Linked DNA regions of Callithrix jacchus: region 2 is linked to region 1. Evidence: chromatin contacts called from public Hi-C data. All regions are on one chromosome and are shown on one strand. The core of a region is the stretch at or near the end of the contact, and the rest is flanking DNA. Distances in the headings are between cores, read along the strand shown. Region 1 holds the start of REV3L (REV3 like, DNA directed polymerase zeta catalytic subunit). Region 2 has its middle 53 kb from the start of TRAF3IP2.

Region 1 (5,858 bases), core at 872-3,371:
TAATTATAATATAGTACAAGGATTCTCAATTTTATTTTTCTTAAGAATCATGGGGATGGCAGGTAGTGTTGCCAAACAATACAGATTCCCAGGCCCCATCCCCAAAAATGTAATCCAGTAAGAGCAAAAATGTTAACATTTAAAGAATTCTAGGTGTCATGGAACATTGAGAATCACTGATATTGTGCATCTGACATTCGGCGTGCACAAAGTATTTATTTTACAGAAAATACATTTTAGCATGGTAGTCATATTTTAAGTCTTCTAAAATTTCAAATCAACTTAAGAGATTTTACCTCTTAAAAATGTTATTAGCTAATTTCCTGCATATGAACAGAATCTTGCCACCTATGTTTATAATCATGCTCTGAGGTTAAAAACTGGAGGCTAATTTACTGTAGTAATCAGTCTCAAGTCCCTTGAAGCGTAAGTTCTTATTAGCATTTATATGTCAGGGAATTTATAGACAGATTCTTACCAGTGACCCGTCCCTTTGGGCCTTTTGATTTTCCTATTTGAAAATCCACAAAGGTTCCAAACGAGTAGCTCTCACACCACTTCAAATACATGGCAACCTGGTAACCATTAAAATGCACCTGTATAACAAGTAAGTGTAAAAGAACAATCTCTACTTTGGACGGGTCAGAAATGTGTCAAGGGTCCTAATTCAGGGGCAAATTTCGAACTTGAACCCACGCTTTCTGCCTCCAACAACTCATATCTTTTTGTTGAGAAAAAACCCTTCAGGGTGAGTTTTTACAAGAAATCTTCCCGTTTTACATATGCAGAAACTGAGCCCAAAGAAAAAAAATTATTTGTCCAAGGTCATGCCCAATATCAGTGGCCAAGTCAGACAGGAACCCCTTGATTCCAATTTAATAGCCAAGCCAGCTGCATGTTACTATTCATTTAAATAAAAATTCCCTGGCTGCAGCGCTTCACCCCTTTTGATTTTTGAATAAAGTTGTTCATTCAAAACGGTCCTTCCCCACTGTGGTGCTTTTATGCCTTCAGGTAGTAAAACCTTGCATAACGTCTTAGTAAATAACACGAGGAGGCCACGTCTAACGCGGTGACTTTCACGGGCCTTTTCCTTTGGTCAAAATTTTTTCTGAAAGGCTGTTAATCCTACATTCCGCTGGGGGAGGAGAGGACAAGGAAGGAGGGAGGTCATCTGGAGCTGACAAGTCCTTACATGTACTTGCGCGTGCCCGGGATGAAGCCAGCTGGGCCAAGGAAACCAATGAAGGATATATTAGGGCCAGGGGAAGGAAGAGGGCGGGAGAAAAACACGGCGATGGGAAATCCCTGTGCACTAGATCTGCCAACCCGCTGGCAAAGCCGAGAAGAGCCGTGTGTGAATAAATCTCATTAAATGGCCCGGCGCAGACACTGCAGCAGCGCAAAGGAGGGGGCAAGACGGCTCGCGCGGCACGTTCGGGAAGGGGGAGCGCCAGGGCGGCCCTTTTATAGGCCGAAGCCCGCGCCCGCGCCCGCGCGCCCCCGCCCTTCGCACCGCCCCCGGGACACGCGCGAAGCCGCGGCGTTACCTGAGAAGGGCCGGCTGAGTGTGCGCCCGGCCCCGCCCGTTTCGTCGCCCGCCCGCCCGCCCTTCCCTCCCGCGAGGCCGCGGCGGCACGAGATCTGCGCTTCGCCTCCCTCCTCCCGCGGGCGGGCTTTCTTACCTAGTGAAAAACCGTCTCCGCGGCTGCCCGCGCCTTCTCTGCTGGATGTGAAATGGCGGTCGGCGAGGCGAGTGCCAGCACCGCAGCTCCGGCCAATACCCCGTAGCCGCCAAAACGTTTCCGAACACTGGCGCCCCCCTCCCGCAAGCCCCTCGGAGCCCATCCGTGAGATCGGTGCTCCGCTGTCCCTCACCCAGGTGACCGTGCCCGCCGGCCGAGTCATCGATCCCGCACGGGCCCTGCCGGCTCCCGCCGCCTTCCGCGACGCGTGCCCTGGGGCGGGGGAGAAAGCACTTTCTTGGCCCCCGCCCTCCGTGTCCCGCCGGGGCGCCCGCCCGCTAGCTCCCTTTCCCGCCGAGCCTCCTCCCCCGCACTATTTGCAGCCCTCCCTTCGCCACACACACCCCCCTCTTCCCTCCCCCAGTGGTTGCGTCCGTGACATCATCATCATGGCAACAAGAGCTGCAGCCTGGGACCGAGGAGCCTGTGTGATTCCCGGCGGCGGCGGCAGTGGCGGCAGCACCAGCACCGACGAAATCGCCGGGGCTTCTCTCCTGCGGTCCCTTGCCGGGTGCTCCTGAAGAGGCAGCGGCAGCAGCGCCTACACCGCCCCGCCCGCCGCCGCTCCTCGCGGTGTGTGTGTGTGTGAGGGGAGGGGGCCGAGCCGAGAAGGGGAGGGGGCGTCGTCGCCGGTGTGGGTCGGCCGCTGCGGAGGGAGCCGCCGCCGCCGCTGCTGCCGCTGCCGGGTCGCCAGTGAAGGGAGACAGTGGCGGCGGCGGCGAACATGTTTTCAGTGAGGATAGTGACTGCAGACTACTACATGGCCAGCCCGCTGCAGGGGCTGGATACTTGCCAATCCCCCCTCACCCAGACCCCTGTCAAGAAGGTGCCGGTGGTGCGAGTCTTCGGAGCGACCCCGGCAGGTAAGCGGGCGCGGGGTGGGAGCGGGAGCCGGAGTCGGCGGGGCGCTGGGCCGCCCTCCCCGCCGCGCACTCGCGCGCACGCCGCCGGCCGTCTCAGTGGATCGCTACCGCGTCTTCCCTCCCCTCCGCCCTCGTCGCCTTTCCTCCCATGCGTGACAAGAGGCGCAAAAATGTGGGTCCGCGCGAGCGCAGCGCGTCGCCCCCACCACCGGGTAGGGAGGCAGCGGGCGCCGAGTGTTTACACTGCGTGCGGCGGCCGGGAGCGGTAGCCGCACTTCGAGGCGCGGGCCGGGGGAACGAATGCAGCGAGCGCCTCGGAGGACTGGCCAGGTGGCCGCGCCATGTCCTTCGGTGGGCGGGTTCGTAGGGCCCGCTCTGAGGTCGGTCGCTAGCGGGACCCGGGACATCCCCTGCGTCTCCCAAGTGTGGCTTTCTGGAAGCGGTTTGGAGAGGAAAAGGGGAAGTGTCAGCCTTGTCAGTTGCTCTTCTTGGCCTCTTCTCACCCTCGCTCTCCTCTGCCCCTTCTGGAGATGCATTGGGCGGAACAGAGTGGCGCCTGGGGCCAGATAATCTTTCTCATTGGGGTGACCGTGTGGCTCTGCTGTGAGAGCAGGTCGTGACTCCTTAGTTTAGTGCCTGAGCGTCTGGGGACAGGGCAGCATCCTCGGGTGCAATGCTTTCAGGAAATGTGCATCCATGGAAGTAGGAAATGCGTGATTATATTGCCTAACGTAAAACATCACACTTAATGGGGTGAATTTATTAGGAACCACAGCCAGACTCGGCAGCACAGACATTTTGAAATGCTTCTAGGCTGGACTGTAGGATTGCGTTTTAAGTACAGGTGTATGTTTTTAAACACAACTATGTTGAAGAAGGGGTGAGGTGGGGAGACAGCAGTGACAGAAGATACATACTCAAAAACTCTTGGGGTTTTTGATAATGTAATAAAGATAGAGGCCACATTTACTAGGTCTTTTAAAATGGTTTTGCGTTTATGCATGCTTTGAACTGCTTCCATGAAATAATGGAGCTGCGTCCTAGGAAAGGATGCTCTTCCCTCTAGCTATGAATTGCCCTGTGGGATTTTAGATAGCATTTCCCACTTGATGCTCCTTGCCCTCATCACCATTCATCTTACTACTACAGTCAGTTTCTGTGGACTACCAAGATAATAGCGCTTTCCCAAACACAAGCCCTCATTCTAAGCAGTTATCTTATAATGTGAATTCTCTTTGTTAAAATGTCAATGTCGTGAGATTTGGTAGCATATTCCTTTTTAAACTAGTGAATGCGATTTTGATATTGAACCTTGAAAGATGGAGAATTTGAGTGCTTTCAGCATGTTGAAAGTGTAACACTGAAAACTTTGGAGGCAGGGAAATCGAGGTGGTGAAGTGTTCTAAAAGATAGGTTTTTCTGCCCTTTTAAATATAGTGGTGCTGTCTTTGTTTCTAATTGGAATTTCAGTGTAATGCACTGTTTGTTCTCACTTTAGATGCAGGGGAAGGATAAGATAGTAAAGTTGATATGGCTCTGTTCAGCCAGATTTCCGAATCATAAAGTGACATGCTAATAGGATATACTGTGGCATTTCTGTGTATTACAGCTTGTATGGTTTGAGTTAGTTTTCCACACATAATTTTTTCTCCTCCACACAAGTCATTAAATATGTTTCCCTAAGCGATATTCAAGCTCTGTTTTATAGGAAAGTTTCATTTGTGGAAATAAATGAATTGCACCATAAGCTAACTGTAATTACGTGAGAAAAATATTCCTTAAAAAATTAAGAATATATACTTATGTTTTTCTGAATATTTTTAAAAAGACATATTTTTCCTATTTTATCCTTCATGGATGTCTCACAATAGATGGCCAGCCCCTTAAACAGACAAACAAACAACAACAACAACAAAAAACCAAAGACTAAAAAACCCCATTTTTTTTTGTATATGCTTTGAAATTTATATTTTAAATGAATTAAAAAGTAACACTTCTTGTACTACATTGAAAGTCATAAAACTTGGTACACAGAAACTCAAATTTTAAATTGTTAAGGATTATCAAATTGAATTTGCTGTATCACAGTTTCCAACAAAAATGTTTGTTTCAGCAAGAGAAAAAAATTTGAAGTCATTGGCATACATTTAGAGTTTACACTTTTCATAAATCAAGCCAGCATTTTTAGCATGTCAGAAACTCCCAGTGAGATTAGTATTAATTGAACATAATCAAAAACTGCAGAGTTATCTGCTTTTGAGTTATCACCCAAAGAAAACTAGTTCAGTAAAATATAACTTGAAAATCGCTAATATAAAAGAGAGGCCAGTCTGGCTTAGTAAAACTCTGAATGCTAGAATTTTTAATGAAGACAGATTTGTTTGAAAGTAAAGATATAAACATAATGTACAAAGATATAAACGTTTATATTATATCCTCATATCATAGTTTATATCTTTACTAACAAGTAAAATAAGGTAATAAAAATGTGTAACATGATAAGCCTATGCTACATAAAGCATATTTCTTTCATATATAGAAATTAATTTGGGAGGTTCTTAATTCTTTACCTTGGTTTGGAGAGAAAATGTTTTAAAATTGAGTTTGCCTTACAAATGAGATCCTGAAAAATAACACCCAAAGGTATTTTTTCTCAAATAAAGTGGCCATTTGAGAATTATAAATTCTGAACAGATTGGATTAATACCTTTTACTAGTTCAGTTTTTCTTTATTGCATGAAAAGGTATTTTTCTGCTTTAGAAAACAGTCTGGTTGACTTTTGATTGTTCTGTGTTTTGAGGACATATTTTGAGTAATTTAAGAAATAAAGTGTTTTGTGTTTAAAAACTCCCATATCTTGAGTTGGTGAAATTTGAAAAGGTATTTTTAAAAAGAAGGTAATCGGGGCTAGGTGTCCTGACTCACACCTCTAATCCCAAAACTTTGGAAGGTGGAGGCAGGAGGATCACTTGAACCTAGGAGTTGGAGACCAGCCTGGGCAACATAGTCTCTCCAAAAAAAAAAAAAAAAATTGGCTTGGTGTGGTGGTGTGCACCTGTAATACTAACTGTTTGGGAAGCTTAGACAGGAGAATTGCTTGAGCCCAGAAGGTTGAGGCTACAGTGAACCAAGATCACGCCACCGCACTCCAGCCTGGGCAGCAAGACCCTGTCTTTTTTTTTTTTTTTTTAAAGGTGAGATATTTATTGAGTGGTAAACTCTGACTGATTTACTCCCTTGCCAACTGAG
Region 2 (5,860 bases), core at 1,210-3,709, 62 kb before region 1:
AAATCAATTAAATTCTCAGATCATTTATTTCTGTTATGGAACTTTCTTTTTTTTGTTGTTGTTGAGACGGAGTTTCGCTCTTGTTACCCAGGCTGGAGTGCAATGGTGCGATCTCGGCTCACTGCAACCTCCGCCTCCTGGGTTCAGGCAATTCTCCTGCCTCAGCCTCCTGAGTAGCTGGGATTACAGGCACACGCCACCATGCCCAGCTAATTTTTTGTGTTTTCAGTAGAGATGGGGTTTCACCATGTTGACCAGGATGGTCTCGATTTCTTGACCTCATGATCCACCCGCCTTGGCCTCCCAAAGTGCTGGGATTACAGGTTTGAGCCACCACGCCCAGCTTGGAACTTTCCATCTAAAAAGAGACCATAGAAATTATCCCTGTAGCTTTATTTTATACACGTGGAAAGCAGGGCACAGAGCAGCTGTGGCTTACCTAAGTTCATCCTAGGGCTAGAATGTGGATGTTCTGATTTCCAGACTGCATACATTTATTTGATGAATCTAGAAAGCTTTCTGGTTTTGGACAGTAGATGTGTTCAACAAACGACCCAGTGTCTCCTCCCTGAGGAGATACTTCCCTCTCTCTGAGGGAAGAAGTACCACCATCCTCTAGTGACTGGAGGATTAACTGATCATGTTGCAACTTGTTCTGTGAGAAATTCTTTGGGGAATTAATTATTGCTATGATTATGTGAAATACGACTTTTCTTGAAGTGGTTTGGCATATTTATCTTATTATATGAAACTGAGGCACAATGTAAAAAGTCTTGACACTTGCCTGATACAGACACAATCTGCTATTAGTCAGATTGACTTATTGCTCTGTCACCCAGGAGTGCAGTGGCATGATCATGGCTTACTGAAGCCTCAACCTCCCGGGCTCAAGTGATCCCCGCACCTCAGCCTCCTGAGTAGCCAGGACTAAAGGCTTATGCCACGATGCCCAGTTTATTTTTTAAAAAATTTTGACCAGGTTTGGTGGCTCAAGCCTGTAATCCCAGCACGTTGGGAAGCCGAGATGGGCAGATTGCCTGAGGTCAGGAATTCAAGACCAGTCCGGTCAACATGGTGAAACCCCATTTCTACTAAAAATACAAAAAAATTAGCCAGGCTTGATGGTGCATGCAGCTACTCAGGAGGCTGAGGCAGGAGAATTGCTTGAACCAGGGAGGTGGAGATTGCAGTGAGCCGATATAGCACCACTCCACTCCAGCCTGGGTGACAGAGCTAGACCCTGACTCAAAAAAAATTTTTTCTTTAATTGTAGAGACAGGGTCTCGCTCTGTTGCGCAGGCTTGTCTTGACCCCCTCGCTCAAACAACCCTCCCGCCTTAGTTTCCTAAAATGCTGGGATTTTAGCGGTGAGCCACCACACCTGGCCCAGATCAGTTTCCTTAAGTTGTATTTGGCCAATCTCCAAAACATCAACAATGAAAAAGGTTTTTAAATACTGTGATATTCATCATCCTGTCACCATTCTTTTTTTTTTTTTTTTTTTGAGGCCGTCTCGCTCTGTCGCCCAGGCTGGAGTAAGTGTGGTCCTATCTCAGCTTTCTGCAACCTCTGCCTCTCAGGCTCAAATGATTCCACCTCCCAGGTTCAAGTGATTCTCTTGCCTGAGCCTCCTGAGTAGCTAGGACTACCTGCGCCTGGTACCAGGCCCAGCTAATTTTCGTATTTTTAATATAAACAGCATTTCACCATGTTGGCCGGCTGTTCTCAAACTCCTGACTCCTAACCTCAAGTGATCCGCCTGCCTCAGCCTCCTAAAGTGCTGGGATTACAGGTATGAGCCACTGTGCCCAGCCCTTCCTGTCACAATTCTGATTCCACAATAATGGCACTTCTTGGAATAATACTAAATTACCTTTTGGATGGAGTTGTTTGGAACCTCTAAATTACCTTTTGGATGGAGACATGAGAAATGTATGGTCATGCTAGCTTGTCTTTGGGTGGGCGGAGGCTGCACGAGGCACGTCAGCACACAAAGGAGCCTCGCTCAGTCAACACAGCTGGCATGCTGGGAGGTCTTGTGCCCGGCTGGATAGCATGTTCCTATCTGCATTTGGCTTCTTCCATTTTCTATTGGAAAATGCTTTCAGAAAGGACCATTTTCAGATAGGGTACTTGGTGGCAGTTGGGTGGCTTTTGCAGACTCTGACCAGTCACATGTTTCCACCTCGCTGTGCATTTGCCCCAAATTCTTAGTCTTGTCAAGCAAGCAGGTGGGATCTGTAAGAGAACACTCAGTGTACTTTAGTTTTCTACCTAACTTTTCAAGGAACATAGAAGCAAAGGTCCAGGTTATAGGTATTGGGTGGTATTTGAGCCTTTGCTAAACAATGAAAGTCTTGGACCAAAGTGTACCTGGGCAGAGGTGACCGTATTCTGAGCCTGCCTGCTTTTTTCTAGAAACTCTCTTATGGAAGGAGTAACTGCAGCCCTCAGATCTCCCAGGGCTTGTAAACGAAAACCATAAGGGCACACATTTCTTGTCCCTTGCCTGACCTCCCTTTGCTCCCTTCACCAGGAAGGCGCTGATGGAAATCGGCAGCTGGGGAGAGAGGGGAGAGGGAGGGAGTGAGCGCGAGAGAACTCATGCCTGATGGATCCCATTAGGCTTAGTGTGCAAAGCAAGTTGAGATGAAGTAGCTGCTCTGGTATGCATCCAAAACTGCTGTTCTATTTTTAGTCCCTCCCTCGTGCTGCTTAGCCTCACGTTGTATGCGCCTGGGCACCTGGATCAGCAGCAAAACATGGAACTGAGCCACTCATTTGTAAAAGTGGAAGGCAGGAGGCCATTGATGCAGGGCTTGTTTATTGCTGACAGGGAAGAGGGACCTGGAATGTTAATGAGGATGGCTCTCTGAAGCATGCCTTCATGCTTAGCAAGGAGTTCAAAGGAGAAGACAGACTCAGTCCTGTGCCGAACAAATGTGAACTGTTGATAGAGGGAAGGAGAAATCAATTATGCTGTCGCAGGCTTCCATGTCATTGTGTTTGGAGTTGTTAGAAAAGGTAGGACAAGGACCAGATCTCAAAAGGAAACAAAGCCACATGGCCTTGAAGTATAACGAGTTTGCCATGGCAACTGATGGAAATGAGCCTCCCGGGCACCGAGCAGGTGCGTTATCTTACAGAATAAACATACTTCTCTCACTCCCTGGTTTTTATAATAAAACCTGTGTTTGGATTACTTTCCCCTCCTCTTTGTTACCTAGAGAAGTTGGCTGTTGCTCAATTAGCCCAAGGCTCTGGTGAGGGAAATGTAATCAGTGTTATCAAAAGGGCTGCTTTTGAAAAGGCTGGCACTAGACTTGGCTGCGAGCCTCATCGCTGAGCAGCAGCTGGGCCGTAGGTACCTGCCTGGCCTTTGCCACCTTCCAGGCGATGCCCTCCACTGCAAGCTGCTTGTTCTTGCCTTCATCGAGGCGTAACGGGGAGGCCGGGTCTCACACTGGGTGGTGCTGAAAAGCTCCATTCTTCCCAGGAGAGGAGAAACAGCAGGTTTATGTGAGGCTGGGACCAGACCAATTTTCAGCATTCTGTATTGTCTGGGCTATGGGCCAAGGGTTCCTTGAGTTCAGGGATTAACTGATTCTATTTTCCAATCTGTTGTTATCTACAAAGTTCAGTTACTCAGAAACTTGAAGAGAGCTGCTACTTTCCTGAGCTTTAAATTCCTCTCAAACGGGTTCTGGGGTGGTAGAGTCTCATGTCTGAAATGTACACAAAATGTGGAGATTTTGGGAAAACTCTCTGGAGTTAAAAGTTTACTTTTAATTTTTATGAGGCCAAAATAACAATGAAGTTCAATAGCTATGTTTTCATTGCTCTCATTTGTAACTAAAAAGTCCACCACTTTAGCTTCAAATTGATTTTCTTTTTTCTTTTTTTTTTTTGAGATGGAGTCTAGCTGTCACCCAGGCTAGAGTGCAGTGGCACAATTTTGGCTCACTGCAACCTCTGCCTCCCAGGTTCAAGCGATTCTCCCACCTCAGCCTCCTAAGTAGTTGGGATTACAGGCATGTGCCATCATGCCCGGCTAATTTTTGTATTTTTGTAGGGATGGGGGTTTCACTGTGTTACCCAGGTGAACTGAACTCCTGTCCTCTCACCCACCTCGGCCTCCCAAAGTGCTGGGATTACAGGCGCGAGCCACTGTGCCCTGCCTCAAATCGATTTTCCAAACAAGATGCCCGTTCTCCATGGGCTCCTAGAACACAGATGGTTTCCAAACAAGGCTGTAGTAAAACCACTGACCTGAGGATAAATATTCCAGCCAGGGCCAGCAGGCTGAGGGCCACGGTCAAGCAGAGGCCTCTGCTCAGCAGCAGTAAGAGCCCTCCTCTGCTTCTGCCTATGTTCCTACTTCCTTCCGACCAGATGCCTGGCACCCCCCCCAACCCAACCCCTTCCATTGAGACCCAGCCTCCTGATGATGCCCCGGCTGCCCCTTTACACGTCACCTTACCTTTGACCCTAAGAAGAAAAACATGCCTGCCTGAAGAACTAATTCTACCTGCAGTGTCAGTGGTGAAAAGGGCTTCATGGGATAATCCTCCCAGCCAAAATAGTATCCCAAGGCTTAGGCACTAAACCTCTCCACTCCTACTCCTAACACAACTAACAGACCTCACCGAGATCACACTTCCTCTTACTTTATATACGTGGTTCTAACTAGAGCAGTTTTCTGCTTTTCTAATGCTTGGTAGGTTAAAAGTTGCCAGTTTAGGAGGACAATAGGGAAGAAGGGTTAGGGGACCAGCATCTTGATGGAAATGACAGCTGACATTTTGACAAAGTGGTTTTGTCATGAAAATATTAATATTTTGAAGCACCCTGAAAAACACTAGTAAATATTCAGCTTTTAAGAAATCACAAAGTAATGTTTGTAAAAGCAACCTTACATCTAATTTTCACCCAGGTCATATCAAAACAGCTACATTGCAATGTCCAGGTTCACTGGTTCAGATCATGTACCATAGTAATAAACACCTCTCAAAAGTCATAGCTTTCACAGCAAGTGACTGGTTTTAAAAACAATGTCTTTAATCATCTGGACAAAGTTACATCATGTTTTCTCTATTTTGTTTAAGAAGATCATTGTCGTCTCATTTACGAGGTTTCCTTAAGGTGAAGCCATTCGCTTATTCCATTCTTGAATGATACCCCTAATCCAAGCCAGGGTTTGGCTCAGCTTGCCCTACACAGGCCTTGTCAGGCCCTCAGTCCAAAGAAGAAGCTTAAGACCTAGGTCCTCCAGGCACCAAGCAAGGGGAGTATTTAGGGCATTTCATATTGGATCTAATAGGTGGCTGCTGAGTCCACTTCAGATGCTCTAAGGTGAGCTTAACAGGAGCATTTCAAAGTGGGTGGACAGGTTCCTTCCACATTCAGGTTTTTGAAATTCAAGACTCTTAACTGGGTACCATATACTTTGGGTACCAGCATATTGTTATTTGAAAAGACACAGGAGGCACAAGTCCCTGACACCACAGGGTGAGAAGGGGAGATCTGGTTCCATCATGCCTATAATACAACTGTCATTCAAAAGTTAATCTTAGAAAGGCTGCAAGGTGAGAGTTTAGCAGCTAACACATAGCAACCAGACTCCTGCTACTCATTAAATGCCTACTGTGTGCACAGTAGGCACAAAGATGCTTGGCACAAAGATGAGTAACACATGCTCTTGCTCTCTAATTACTTAAAATCTAGCTGGGGTGATATAATATCAATATGTGAAAAGACCATTAACCACCCAAGGCAGCATACAGTAAATGCTAAGGAAGTGGGTCAGCTGGTCCCTTTTCTCTGACCCTCACTGAGCTCACATTTACACAGTTTCAAGGTT

Evidence for each region. Hi-C and Micro-C count contacts between places; a contact is called where the count stands out from the background.
Region 2: a contact with region 1 is called in a Hi-C map of skeletal muscle, with 4 times the contacts expected there. The contact joins the enhancer-like site here to the promoter of REV3L in region 1. A contact is called at or near these places in 2 of 3 Hi-C or Micro-C datasets (both in skeletal muscle).

What each region holds. Positions count from the first base shown.
Region 1 is chr4:117,739,067-117,744,924 of calJac240_pri, reverse strand. REV3L (REV3 like, DNA directed polymerase zeta catalytic subunit) reads left to right here and starts at 2,121. Exons shown (of 33, transcript XR_013534486.1): 1 at 2,121-2,608.
Region 2 is chr4:117,801,475-117,807,334 of calJac240_pri, reverse strand. No RefSeq gene overlaps it. Among named protein-coding and RNA genes, the nearest start is that of TRAF3IP2, 53 kb to the left of the region's middle. Within about 2 kb of position 2,459, at least 10 of the 16 cell types and tissues checked have an H3K27ac peak or open chromatin away from gene starts, as enhancers often do. A contact at or near this core is called in skeletal muscle, where this site is marked.